Regions from separate parts of the Mus musculus genome. Here all the other regions are linked to region 3. Evidence: chromatin contacts called from public Hi-C data. All regions are on one chromosome and are shown on one strand. The core of a region is the stretch at or near the end of the contact, and the rest is flanking DNA. Distances in the headings are between cores, read along the strand shown. Region 1 overlaps Rhoj (ras homolog family member J). Region 2 overlaps Rhoj (ras homolog family member J). Region 3 overlaps Kcnh5 (potassium voltage-gated channel, subfamily H (eag-related), member 5). Region 4 has its middle 200 kb from the start of Gm34552.

What was found. A called contact is a pair of places that touch in the nucleus more often than the background predicts.
Region 1: a contact with region 3 is called in a Hi-C map of muscle stem cells, with 2.7 times the contacts expected there. The contact joins two enhancer-like sites. A contact is called at or near these places in 3 of 39 promoter capture datasets (the C10 cell line, embryonic stem cells and hippocampal neurons), 2 of 484 Hi-C or Micro-C datasets (muscle stem cells and myocytes), 1 of 115 datasets of contacts at active chromatin or transcription factors (astrocytes) and 1 of 9 other capture datasets (embryonic stem cells).
Region 2: a contact with region 3 is called in a Hi-C map of muscle stem cells, with 3 times the contacts expected there. The contact joins two enhancer-like sites.
Region 4: a contact with region 3 is called in a Hi-C map of myocytes, with 4 times the contacts expected there. The contact joins two enhancer-like sites.

The regions. Positions count from the first base shown.
Region 1 is chr12:75,399,098-75,402,321 of GRCm38.p6, forward strand. Rhoj (ras homolog family member J) reads left to right here. Exons shown (of 5, transcript NM_023275.2): 5 at 1,010-2,358. The coding sequence ends at 1,156. Among named protein-coding and RNA genes, the nearest start is that of Gm34613, 15 kb to the right of the region's middle. Within about 2 kb of position 1,259, at least 1 of the 459 cell types and tissues checked has an H3K27ac peak or open chromatin away from gene starts, as enhancers often do. A contact at or near this core is called in muscle stem cells, where this site is marked.
Region 2 is chr12:75,351,238-75,354,534 of GRCm38.p6, forward strand. All of the region lies in intron 1 of Rhoj (ras homolog family member J), which reads left to right. Among named protein-coding and RNA genes, the nearest start is that of Rhoj, 45 kb to the left of the region's middle. Within about 2 kb of position 1,489, at least 37 of the 459 cell types and tissues checked have an H3K27ac peak or open chromatin away from gene starts, as enhancers often do. A contact at or near this core is called in muscle stem cells, where this site is marked.
Region 3 is chr12:74,949,510-74,952,713 of GRCm38.p6, forward strand. The region is part of intron 10 of Kcnh5 (potassium voltage-gated channel, subfamily H (eag-related), member 5); the gene reads right to left. Among named protein-coding and RNA genes, the nearest start is that of Gm39473, 130 kb to the left of the region's middle. Within about 2 kb of position 1,757, at least 25 of the 459 cell types and tissues checked have an H3K27ac peak or open chromatin away from gene starts, as enhancers often do. A contact at or near this core is called in muscle stem cells and myocytes, where this site is marked.
Region 4 is chr12:74,515,457-74,518,945 of GRCm38.p6, forward strand. No RefSeq gene overlaps it. Among named protein-coding and RNA genes, the nearest start is that of Gm34552, 200 kb to the left of the region's middle. Within about 2 kb of position 1,280, at least 19 of the 459 cell types and tissues checked have an H3K27ac peak or open chromatin away from gene starts, as enhancers often do. A contact at or near this core is called in myocytes, where this site is marked.

The sequences.
Region 1 (3,224 bases), core at 9-2,508, 450 kb after region 3:
TCTTTCTTCTGCATTTGATCTGCTTTTCTCAAAGTTAGCTGCAAAATGGAAAGTGGAAAGGGGGATTGGGTGTTTCTCTAGATGTTCTTCATATTCAGAGGCCCTCAGGACACAGTTGCCTCATGTGAGCTTGTGAGACAAGTTAACACTCAGGTCTCCTTCTTTACCAGAGCTGACAGCCAAGCACAAACTTCCCTGGCCAGTGATTTTCTTAAGGAGAATCAACAGTTTCTGCCCTGGATTTCTACATTCCCCATGGGATTTTCTAATTCTCATGTAACCCATTGTATGAAATCACTTTTTTTTTTCATTTTCAAAGAGTTGGAGTGATGGCTCAGCAGTTAGAAGCCCTGGTTGTTCTCCCAAAGAATCTAGGTTCGATTCCAGGACCCACATAACATACAACTGTCAGTAACTCCAGCTCCAGAGGATCTGGTGTCCTCTTCTGGCCTCTAATGGCACTGAATGCACATGGTATGCAGATATACCATGCAGGCAAAATATCCACACACATATGCTTTTCATCATCATCAATAGCAATGATAATTTATTTTAACAATTAGCAATTGTTATAATTCAAATAGAACACTAACCTATGTTCAAAATACATATGACTTAAGCATAAAAAAAATATACAGAGAAGGAAGGTGTCTCTATCAATGAATGTCTTCTATGAGTTTTATTTCTTCATGTTTTATTGTTTTAATTTAAAATTTGTTTTTCAAGGTTAGTTGATATTGAACACTATAACAAATGGTATCGTGTTGCCAAGAGATACATGCCAATCAAGAAAAATTTATGATGGCTGCTTCTTAGCTGCTCTTTAGGTGCAGTGACACTGCTTTATCCCACACAGAAGCGCCTCTTCACTTGAATATTGATCTACCACATCCCATAGAGAAATGAAAGGACACTGGAAACAGGCTGTCTGTAGAACAAGCAGACATGGGAACCTGGCAAGTCAGAGGGTTGGCACTCACGACTTTCTCTCTCTCTCTTTGCATTTAAGATTGGAGCGCAGTGCTACTTGGAATGTTCTGCCCTGACCCAGAAGGGTCTCAAAGCAGTTTTTGATGAAGCCATCCTCACCATTTTCCACCCCAAGAAAAAAAAGAAAGGCTGCTTAGGGTGTCACGGCTGCTGTGCAATTATCTGAAGTTGCCTGACACCCATCTCCCCGCCATGCAAGGGCATGGAGGGCAGCCAGTCTCTGTGACCCAACTCTAGCCAAAAAGGAGGGCGTGACCAGAAAGGAATTCCTGCATCCCAACGCCTGTCCCAGTGCCCTGCCAGCTTCCCAGCTCAGCATCCTGTAAGCCACTGCCACAGTCCTAAGCCAGCCAGACCATGAACACTGTGTATGGAGAATGCAGAGTCACATTCAGACCATATGCTGGTGAGGTGTTGGAAGCCGAGTGACAATCCATCTGGTATTTCATATCTTCTCTCCCACGGTTATGGACCAACAGAGAGTCATGACGGGAAAACCAAGCACTCTGTCCTGCACTGGTGGCCTTAGTTCATGTCTTCACCAAACTTGGGAATACAACACCAACATTTTTTTTTTCTGAATCAGTTCGTTCTTTTACCCAAGCACCTTAACGCTCATTTCTATTGCAGTTTCCCAATGTCCAATCACTTGAGCCTTACAAATCCACATCAAAATAATTGAAAGACAAGCTGGATTGTGTTCACACCAACTGACGGTGGATCTCTGCCAATGTTCTTAGAGCCATCATGTACCTCTGAATGCCTAATTACAAAAAAAAACTTTTCTAAACTTACAGACCTATAATGTTTTTAAACTTTTTAAAAGAAAACATCCTGTGAGTTACAGCTCCCAAGTTTGGCCAAAGATCATCCCACAAATGGTTCAGAAGATAGGGGGACTGCTCTTGCAAAACCCTACTGTTATTCAAACCAAAAAAAAAAAAAAAATGGCCCTGAGCAGGAACCGCTCCCAGAGAGGAATCCTGCACCTGACAGGACCATTGCAAACAGCCAGGGACTCTCCGTGTCTTAATTAGAGGCTGTGATGGGCCCGGGTTAGCCTTCTTTGCTTACAAATGCCCTGGAATTACCCAGGGAAGCTGATTTATCTTTTTTTTTTTTAACTTTATAACATCAGTAAATCATATCTTAGCAAGAAGAAATTATTTCACTTTTTCTAGATTGAAGCTCCCTCTTTGGGGGAAAAAAATCTCAATCTTTCTAGTCTTTTCTGCTCTTAGAAGAACCACAGAAGAAAATTGTATGGTATGGGTCGTCTTAAGTCCTTCATGACACCCCTTCAGTCTTTGGGGGCTTTGGTTGTTTGTCTGTTGTTTAGAATTTCTGAAATATATTTTTGCTTCTTCTACATGTTAGTACTGTTTTTCTTCTCTCCCATATAATGGCTGAAAATTTTCTGAATCACAATATACATACATGCACACATGTGCACGCGCCTGTACACATACACACACACACACACACACACACTCATAAAAAAAAAAACTGGAGTTCTGAAAGCTAAATCTTGACATTTAGAAAAACAAGAATGGACTGTCTGTCTTCATACAAGGAAATCAAATACACATGAGCCATAACACTGTGGCCTACCATCCACTCTTCACACACAGTGATGGGTACCTGGTCCTGTGACAATAGGACAAATGTGACAACAGTGCTATGAGCCAGTTTTCTACAGTACGGCATGGGTACATCATGCTAGGGGGCTGATCCTCGCTTCTTACTGTTCTAGAGGAAAAACTGAGAGCAGACGTTGGCTCCACCAAGGAGGAATGGTCATATGTATGCAGCCAAGAGGCAACTCGCTCCCCGAGCCCCATAATGGACCAATGAGATCTCTGTAACAGGACTTGATTTGTTTCTCAAAATTGTCTTTCTGCCCCAAGAGTGAATAATAACTGTTGTGAGAATTAAATACAAAGAGTTGTAGAAATCAAAAGTTAGAGTTGCTAATAGTCTCCAAAATCAACAAATGGCAGCTGATATCCACGTGGGAACAGAAAAGGCCTCAGAACCTGTATGTAGCACAAGGCCTCAGTGTGCAGATGAGACACTGAGAGAGGTGTGCTATGCAGAGCTGAGCTAATCCTGTCATCTGCTTCTCACTCAGCCCCCTGCTAAGTCGGGCATGGCAGCTCATGTCTGTGATCCCTGCACTTAGGAAGCAGAGGCACAAGGATTGTGGTCAACTTATGGCCAGCTTGGTCTATGGG
Region 2 (3,297 bases), core at 239-2,738, 400 kb after region 3:
TTACATTGGAGATGTTCATGAACACTAGCATTAATACTTACACAAAATCAGAAACAGGTTGAGATTCTATTTTCAAGATAGACAGATGGCTTGGTCGGTGAAATGCTCACCTCAAAAGCATGAGAGCCTGAGTTCATTTCTAAAACCCACATAGAAGAGGAGGAGGAAAGGAAGGAGGGGGAGAAGAGGGAGGCGGGAGGGGGGGGAGGAGGAGGAGAACACGAACAAGAAGAAGGTGATCCCGCAGTACAGATCAGTAATTCCAGCACTGGGGAGGTGGAAACAGGAGGATCTCTGGGGGTCATTAGCCTGCCAATCTAGCCAAATTGTGAGCTCCAGATTCACTGAGAGATACTGTCTCAAACAAGAAGCTAGAGAGTTATAGAAGAAAGTGCCTCTGGCCTCAACACACACATGCACACACATACACACACACACACATACACAGTCACATATACTCATTCACACAGAGATATACATGCACACAAATTCCATTTTTAAAAAATAAGAAAACTGACACAAAACACATCATATAACCTATCCAAGGTAATGGGACTATTTAAAAGTAGCTTTCAGCAAATAAAGGTTTAGAGCTACAAATTCATTTTACTCAACTCCAATTAGGTCCATGAACATACGGTTATTTGTGCATACATACATGTTTGCACACTCTGAAAGCAGCATCATATATACTGAAAAAATTCTGAATTTTGAGTCACAGAAGTGTGATCTTTAACACAGTGTCCTGTATATGACCTCTGTGTGACTGTGAGAGAAGCTGAGTACCAAAGGCCCGCCTTCCAGCCAGTGACGTCTTGGAAACACTAAGCCCGAAGCATTTCCATCTTTCTCTGAAGAGCCATGTGTGTGTCCTCTTCAACCGGCTCGGCACTTTTGTTTTAATGTGCCTCTGCCTCGCTTTTGAATCATCTCAATTCAGGCTCCCTAACAGGAAAAAAATAAAAATAAAATAAAAATAAAAAACCTCAAGTCATCAAAACAGACTTCCTTCATTAAAAAGAGTCTCAGAAATGACAATGGTCTCCATCAATCGTTTGAGAAAACAAGGTTTTGTTTGCCTGTACAGATCTAACCTAAATGTAGACCAGCATATGAATTCAGAACTCTCATCTTTCTACGGATAAACACAAGTGGAAAGGTTTAGAAAATTCATAACTGCCCTTGGGACAGACCTCATAGAAGTTACAGTAATGAGAGAGATCAAAAGAAGGGAGGGCTTAGAGCCCAAGCTTTAAGTTCAAACAGACTTGAATTCTAATCCCAGCTCATTGTCCGTTCCCCGTGTAACTATGTTATTCTTAGATGATTTATTATCCTCTCATAAAGCAAAGACGCTCCCTCGCACAAGGGTCCACAATATTTCAAAGAGCCAAGTTTAAGAGGCTCGGGCTTCCCTTCCCCACCCAGAGCTCTTTCCTGGCAGAGCTGAGGAGCTGGGCCAGGCTCCAGGGAAGGGCAGAGCCTGCTGTTTCCCATCACCTGCTGGACGACTTTCCCTCTTTCCCCCACATAGCCTCCCTCCTCACCACACACCCTTTCCCCTTGCTCTTCCAAATATTTTTCTTTTAGTCTCGGACAGTTTCACTTCTCTCTACTTTCATGCGTGAGTGAGAGGCGCAAACGTGCAACAACGAAATATTAAAATTTTAAGTTCCAGGTGTCTGGGGAAATTAGGATTAACAAGAAGCAGCAGAGCTGAGAGCCTGTAACTGTCCAGAGGCTCTTCAGAAGCTCTGTAAAAAGCATAGAGTAGTAAGGCTTTGCAAACTGACCTGACCTGTTCGCCTCGAAGTTCTGCCTCTTAACTATTAGTATATTCTTGGAAAAACCTGAAAGGCCCAGGGTTCCTTTCTCTTTTACTGTGAAAGTGGGGGAACTAGACAAAAGCATTCACATATGGCACTTAGAATCTATAGGCAAAATGTGTCTGTGGACTGTTATAAACCCCACCTCCCTCCTCATCGCCCCTGAACCTTGCTTTCCAGTGGCCACTACGTTCCAAGTTACACTTTGCTACGGTAGTATATGGAGCAAAGAGACCCTCCCTGGCTTTCTTATGTAACTATAATCAGCTTTCCCATGTGCTAGTGAAATCCACCCTTGGAAGGTAAACCCTGAGAAGAGATGGGTGGGTAAACACTTCCTAATTTGAAAACTTGGCAGACAACTGGATCATGGCCATTTCACAGGTTTGTATGAGAAGGCTTCAGAGTCAGCCTTCTGTGGACATAGGCCCGTCTGTTCATTTCTACCGTCCACTGGGTTCCAACCCACTCCCCTCTTATAACTTTAGAGACAAAACTAAGAGGCAATGCAGCGATGGTGTGGGAAGCAGAGATCTGGGATTGTACAGGGGGCTTCCAGAAGACATTCCTGGGTGAAGTGAAAATTATGAAAAAAACAAAAAAAAACAAAAAAGCGGAGCAGCCAGATCCCAGGCTGCGTACACTTCAGCAAGGCTGAAATCATGAACAGGTTTTCTCTTGTAGACTCCTGTGTGAGGTAGGTCCTAGGACTGCCAACAAGTGCCCTGCATGATGCACTTGAAGGTTCAGATCTGAGGCAGCCTCTCCAATAAAGGCTATCTGCCATCTAATGTACCTGTTTTCCAAGCATGAAATTGGGAATTAAAGCCTCTGCCCTTGGCTTCTGTTTCTCCTTGTAACTCTAGAAATTAGCCTGTTCTGATGAGTGTCTGCTTTTGTTTGTTTTTTAATGCAGAAAGAAATCAAGAAACTATAAGCTTAGGGGATGAAATGTTTCATTGTAAATGTCTGCGACAAAACTGATACATTTGTATTAGCAAAGTGTAAACTGTCTTTCTGGCTCGGAGAAGCAAATTGTCTCATTTTTCTTCTGAATGCCCAAGATAGCATTCACCACCATGGCTTTTGGTAGGACTTCCCTGTTTTGCCTTCTTCTTGCCTACTTCTTATGGGAGAAATAAGTTAGATCCCATACAAAATGTTTCTTCATCGTCTCCAATAAAGGATCATTTTAATAAATTGTGAGGTGGACCTTTGGCTGAGTATTTCAGTATTGAGCATTGAGCGGTTATGAATTGAGCGTGCATCTCCCACACATGCACGGCTTCTTTCACGATCTAGTGATTAATCAAATTCAAATCTGGGCAAACTTTTGATAACATGCATCGAAGTGGATGTGATTTGATAGGATGGAAGGTTTACACAACCCAGGAAATGAGATTTGTTTGGAACTTTGCTGGCGTACATGCCTTTCCCTTTGAGTCAGAGTTCCCTAGATGTTAGTGTTATG
Region 3 (3,204 bases), core at 507-3,006:
TCCATTCTCCATGTGTGCTGCACTTAGGGAAATTGGCTCCTATGAACATAATTAGCAGCTGATTTTTTTTTCTCTGAAGTTCCCAATTCAAACTGAGTATTCCCTGAGGAATGCCTCTGCTGAACTCTTGCAGCATGCATCACTCTCCAGAGGGTGAAATTGTATGGCACAGAAGAAACTCAAGTGAAAGCAAACGTCAACTTTAAAAAGTGCCCAGCAAATTGACTGTAACAGGGTGTAGAGGGAAGACACAGAAAATGAATGACTTTCTCCACAAGAAATTACTGTGACTTTCTTGGGTCATCTAAGTGTCTCCGGCTATTTAGCAGAACCATTTGATTTGATACCTTTGGGGAAAGGTTGTTATGGTAGAAGCCAAAATCTCCAAAATACACCTCCCAGGTGGGAGGAAAAGGGCATGCTATGAACCTGGATGCTATTTTTGCCTAGAGTAGTCAGCTATTAGAAATCCATTCTAACCACAGTAAAACTTTCTGTTTCCTCACTTGTAAAATATATGTTTTAGACACTGTAGTGATCTATAAATAGGCATATACAATATAATAAATATAGTATTTATATTATCCTTCATGGGTGAAAATCTGCTTGAACTTACTACAAACATTTGAAAACCTCCCTCTGAATAAAATACACGCCTGGAAACTTTCAAGTTCATGTGTGTTGAACTACGTTTGCTCAGATGCCTCTCAGGAGAGAACCAAATGGGAGTCTGTTTACAAAGCGAAGGAAATAAGTTCCTAAAATGACAAACCATGTGATGGAATATAGATATTGTTTGGAGGTTAAGAGGTAAAGAGAAAAGAATCCAAAATGAACTATGCCTTAAAATATATTAAAATGTGCACCCCTAAAGAAAGACTCAAACTTGAGATTGTGTGCTTACTTATATTATATGATACACTCACAGAGAGTTGGCTTTTTTGTTGTTGTTCCAGAAATGACATGGGAAAATAAACAGATGTTCCAATGAGGGAAAGTGTATGTACTCCAAAGCAAGTTAACCCTTAAAGGTTCCAAGGAAGAAGAAGAATACACAGATTGCAGCCTTAGGGTTCATACAAACCTCGTGTTTTCATTCATAAGACCTGCTTCCTTTTAAGTAAAGATGGTCTGACAAGGCATAATTCTATCAGGGACCCACTCATTGGTGTTCAGTGGTTGGAATTAAGAAATGGAAGGAACTTTAGAAATGGAAAATATGGTAAATTACTGAATCCACCCCTTCCTCTGGAATTTGAGAAACTTAGTCCTTAAATAACTGCTCTGGAGGCATATTGAAGGGAGAAAGATCTGTCAACCTTTGTCCTGGCAACTAAATGTGAGAAAGTCTTCATTCTGTCTGCAAGCAGACCGACAGAAGGCTCTAAATAGAAACAGCTTAAGGACTCAAAAGACTCCATAATTAGGTCTCTGCTTCATCCAAATGCACATGACAGACTTCTAGAATTGCTGAAGTTGCCTCTGTTGAAATGAGAGCTAACTTGAAGGTAGAAAATCGAGGCACCAGCAGGTCTTTCCCGGCTCACATCTTACAAGACTGATTTCAAGTACAAATGGGATAAACTGGGAGGCATAAGCTTCATTATCCTGAAGGTGACTGTTTTCATAGATCGTGTCCTAGCAGCAGAGCTCAGAGAGAGCGTGCAACCCTGATGACCAATGAGTCAAAGACAGCTGTAAGTATACTCTGCTCAGATTCCTGTGTTGAGGTTACTGAGAGGCAACTGGGAAAAAACTGTTCTCTCTTCCAAGAGCCTCCCATGCCAAATCTCCAGAGGCAAGCACTGCTTCGCAATCCCAGCTGGGTACCGGAGATCCTAATTCACTAATGACGAAGCTGCTTTCACCCTCCCCAAAGCACCAGGCCAGCAGAATTGTGCAGAATCTGCAGGCACAGTCGATTAGAAGGAGCAGCTGGAAGTTAACTCTAATTGTGATTTAACACCAATTAGTAATGGTCATTTTCATCTTTCTATTTCATACTGCTCTTTGCCAGAGTTGGCAAGGGTGTTGTGCGCATTTGTGCTTTTAGAGTCCAGTCATTATTCTCATCCTTGAAGTAAAGACTGTGCTCAGGAGAATGGCAGACTCATATTTCATGCATGTACTTATGGATTCCAAGATACAGAAGGTACTATTCTGGTCTTTTGGCAATAGGAAATAGGAGTTCATTGTTTGGCTGGAAGATCACAATATAGACAGGAAAACAAATTGCCACTATCAGCTTTATGAGACAAATAGACATAGCTACCATTTAATACAATAGTCTAGACTTTTATGGAAGATACATTATCTTTTGTTCCAGTGTTTTAGTGATCTTTTCCCATCAGCTAAAAATCATCGGGTCTGTGGGGTAGAGGACCTGTCACATGTTGTTTAGCTATCATACCATGAGCTTGGGAAGGGGAAAGAAAGGACTGCAGCTGGAAATCCCATTGTTCCATCTTATGCCATTTCCCCAAAGAGGCTGACATGTGTTTCTGTAATCCATACAGTACACAAGCTATGTATGCCAAGCAAGTAGTTCAGGGACGGTAAAGTAGCCAATTCTAGCATGTTAACACTCACAGGACTGCCAAAATACAACCCACAGAAGCAAAAAAAAAAAAAAAAAAGTCACCATGATAAGCATGCATTGCGGGAAGAAAAGCAGCTACTGAATTCCAAGTTTAGACCATCGCTATCACACAGCTAAACCACTGTTTCATCCTTTGGGTAAAACAAAATGCAGGGCTGGTGGGTACTTTGCTTCCCCTATGAACCTGCTAGCTAACTTCCAGTAAGCTAGATTCAAGAACAGGAGCACCCTGTGTGGTAAACATCTGGATTTATGGGCAACAGGGATTCCATAAGGACTGCTCCATCTGTCTCACTGCTTTACAAAGTCTTACCAGATGATTCTCTGGGGACATTTCTCTATCTTTTCATGGGAATCCTTCTGTTGTGGTTAACTTTTTCCTTCATCTCTTCCTCCTCCTCCTCCTCCTGTTCTTTCTCTCTTTTCTTCCTGGTGGAAATAGGGTGTGGTTGTGTAGCATTGACTAGCCCTGACCTCACAATTCTCCTTTCTTTTCTTAAAGTGATTATAGCATTTATTACTAAGTTATAAAATGTATCTTATGAAAGCTATCTAAGAAAAAGAGAAAGCGGAAAGATCTTAAGTGAGGCAATTAACCTCTGAGC
Region 4 (3,489 bases), core at 30-2,529, 430 kb before region 3:
AAAAACCCATTCCAGAAGACAAAAACCCATTCTACACTTGGCACCATTATAAAGGCCCAATTTATTTTTTAATATATCATAAGGCCCATGTGAAAGCTTACTACTACTGTTCTGCTAAACTGACATAGTATTAAATCAACTCTTAATGATTTATATTTATGCTCAATAGATTGATGTATCTCTTAACTCTCATCAGCTAATCTTTATTCTGCAGTAGGTGGTAGTACACAATTGGTTAAGATGTGGAGAATAAAATACTGTAGCCCTAAATGGGATGTCTATAAGAACTTCCTTCCTTCTAAGGCCCAGATATCATTGTATTTCTAAAACCAGAATATTTTCTTGTCCTGTATATCCTTGAACATGCATGTTAACGGGGATTAATGGCATTATTAAAGAAAAACCTACTATGATTAAAAACTAGATTGGGATAGTGCCAAGATTGACAGGGCTCTTGGCCTTCTGTGGAGGAAGCCAGGCTTACACAAAGCTTGGAAAAGCAGATGCTCACAGTCACACCTGCATACCGTGCCTCCTCCAAAGGTTAATAATGTCGTGTGTAGAGGCTTCTAGAGGGAAGAGTTTTATATTGTGTATTTACTTGAAAGGTCTAGAACATGGGAGAGATTTTCTGCCAATAATGTTCTGAAAGTTTCCAAAGCTGGAAGAATTGAGAACTGAAGACAGAACATGCAAAGACATAGAGTGGTCTGTAGTAGGATTTAGAGTGAGTCTGACCCATCACACGTCATCAGGTGAAAATATGCACAAAATATTATCTTCGCCTCTCTGCCATGCCTTTGCATAGAGGGTATCTTCTCATTATTGAACTCAAAGCAGGGCAGATAAGTGAGAATTTGGCAAACAGCTAGGTGCACGTTTTTGGTAGAGCTTATTGGCTTCATCCTGACTGCACCCATTTAAAGGAAACATAGCAATCACTTCAGAAGCAGGAGCAACACCATTGGATTTGAACCACAAGAACCTTCTCCCCTCCCCCAGCTTTCCTTTTCTCTGAAGAAAAGATTCCCATTGGGCCTCTTGTTTCTGTGTTAGTGTCTGCGTTCTGATGCTGATTCCACCCGGCAGGTCCTGAGTCCAGTCCTATGTTCTCATTTGTGTCCTGAATATATTTGGCAGTCACTGGTACTGTTACTGCTGATGATAAAGATGACATGGATCTTTTTGGGCAGGGATTCTCAGCTGTTGTCTGCTCTGAAACATCCAGTTAATGAGTTGAGCGAGTGCTGTGTGGGAGCTGGTGGGGCTGACAGATCCATTTGCTTCCAAAAGGAGCAGCTGCCTGTGACTGAGAGCTGAAGCAGCATAGCCCAAGGCAGGGCCATCCCCAGCCTGCTACTGACTGGCCTGCGACTCTGCCAGGATAAAGATATTCTAGCTGGGTGTGGGGTGATGGTTTTGAAAAATTTTTTTTTGATTTTTAATTTTTTTATTTTGTATTGAAAAAGATTTTTATATGGAATATGCCAATCATGGTTTTCCCTCCCCCAATTCCTCCCAGATCCTCACCACCTCCCCTCTCATCCAATTATACACTGTTTCTCATACTCTTAAACAAACAAGGAAGAAACCAATACACACAAACACACACACACACACACACACACACACACACACTCACACACAGAGACAGAGAGAGACAGAGAGAGAAAGAGAGAGAGACAGAGACAGAGAAAGAGATAGAGACAGAGACAGAGAGAAAGAGGCATACATTCACACCTGCATATGTACCTATATATAGAATCCAAAATCATAAAAATCCAAAACAAACAACCAAAATATACAAGCAAAAGACCCATAAGACAAAAAATCAAATACATAAACAAAGCAATATGTCACAAAAGTCTATAAAAATACCAATGCATTCATTTTGTGTTGGCCATTTACTACTGGGCATGGGCTGGGATGGTATTTTATTTCAAATAGAAAAATTTTCCATCTGCATGCTTAAATGTGGCCTGATGTAGTTTTATTCTCATCCATATAAATGGAGATATTTTTTCAAATGTCAGAAGTAGGGGGAAGAGATTCTTCATTCACAGTAAGTTTTCAGCCACTCTCAGGTTGGCAATAGCCCATGATATGCTTCCATCACATATTCCTGTGGGATATGAATTAAAATAGTAGGATGTGGTGAATGAAACCAGAGCTGCTGCAGTTGGGCTTTCACTGCCTTCATCGGAGGTGAGAGATGTCTAGTGTTTGACCCTTAATACCGCTCTTCTGCAGTGCCTTTGGTTTTCATGTCTATGCTCAACATGGAAAGAGTCAGTCCGAGATGAGAACTTTTATGGTCCTGATCTGAGAGTTGCTCCTGCCAGAGTGCTCAGCAAATGCTCCTCTCTTCACTCCCCCACCCCTGTCTCCCACAGTGATGGGGTGCGTAAAGGAGACATTGAGACTCCCTAGAAAGCCATAGGTAGTAAAAGCTGGGGAAAAATAACTAATATCATAAAGGAGCAGTGGAGTATAATACATGAATAAATATCTATGAAACGATTGATAAACAATACAGATGGAGGAAAAAAATAGACAAAGCTCTGTGGCCTTACAGAGGAATTAAAGTTTCTGTACATACTTTACTTATAGAGAAGTGTAGCGCAACTCTCTATTCATTAAATGAAGTCTGGTCCTAGGTTACAGTTTCCAAAGAATGCAAGGGAAATGGGAAAATGAGTAGCACTGCAGGGCAGAAACTTGAGAAGTACTAACCACATTAGCAACACAATCTTAACAGCAACAGCGAAGTGTCATGGCTAGTATTACATGCGCCCGCCTGGTATGATGTAATGTGAATAGAACTGCACCATTGGGCTCCTTCCCAAAGCTCATAACACCAGTCTTATTATGAAAAAAAATTCAGATAAATGGAATACGGAAAAACCTTTCATGCTGCAGAGCAGTTATTACCCAGCCTGTATGAGAAACTGCCATGGCCTAGAGGCGAGAGGAGCCCAAGGGGACATGACAAGGGAAGTAGTATTCAAGAAAGGGTATGGAGGCAGAAAAAGAAACGGAATAAAATCTAAGCATGTCTGAATTAAGTATGGGCTAACTGGTAATGTACCAATGCCATTAGCCAATGATGAGCAGTGCACCACACTTCCATTAGATATTAATAAGAACGGATAGGGCCGGGGCACTCCATGATCACCTCAGTTTTCCTTTTCATCTAAAAATGTTTCAAAATGAAGGTTCCTTTAAAAGTCAAAACAGGCAAAGTTAAAACAGAAGGCGATATGTACTGTAAAAGTGCTATATATGATGTTTGCTCTCTTAAATGATCAGACCTAGAGCGATACATTAGTGTGGACTATAGGTATCGTCTCACACAGCACATGTCTAGCTTATTGTTGCTTGGCTGAAACTTTGTGTTTCTTTAATTAATAATTCATTGTTTTTGAAAATTCTTCTTTAATGCTTTTCATTTTAACTCTTTAGATGCCTCTATTGGTGAAATCATGCAGC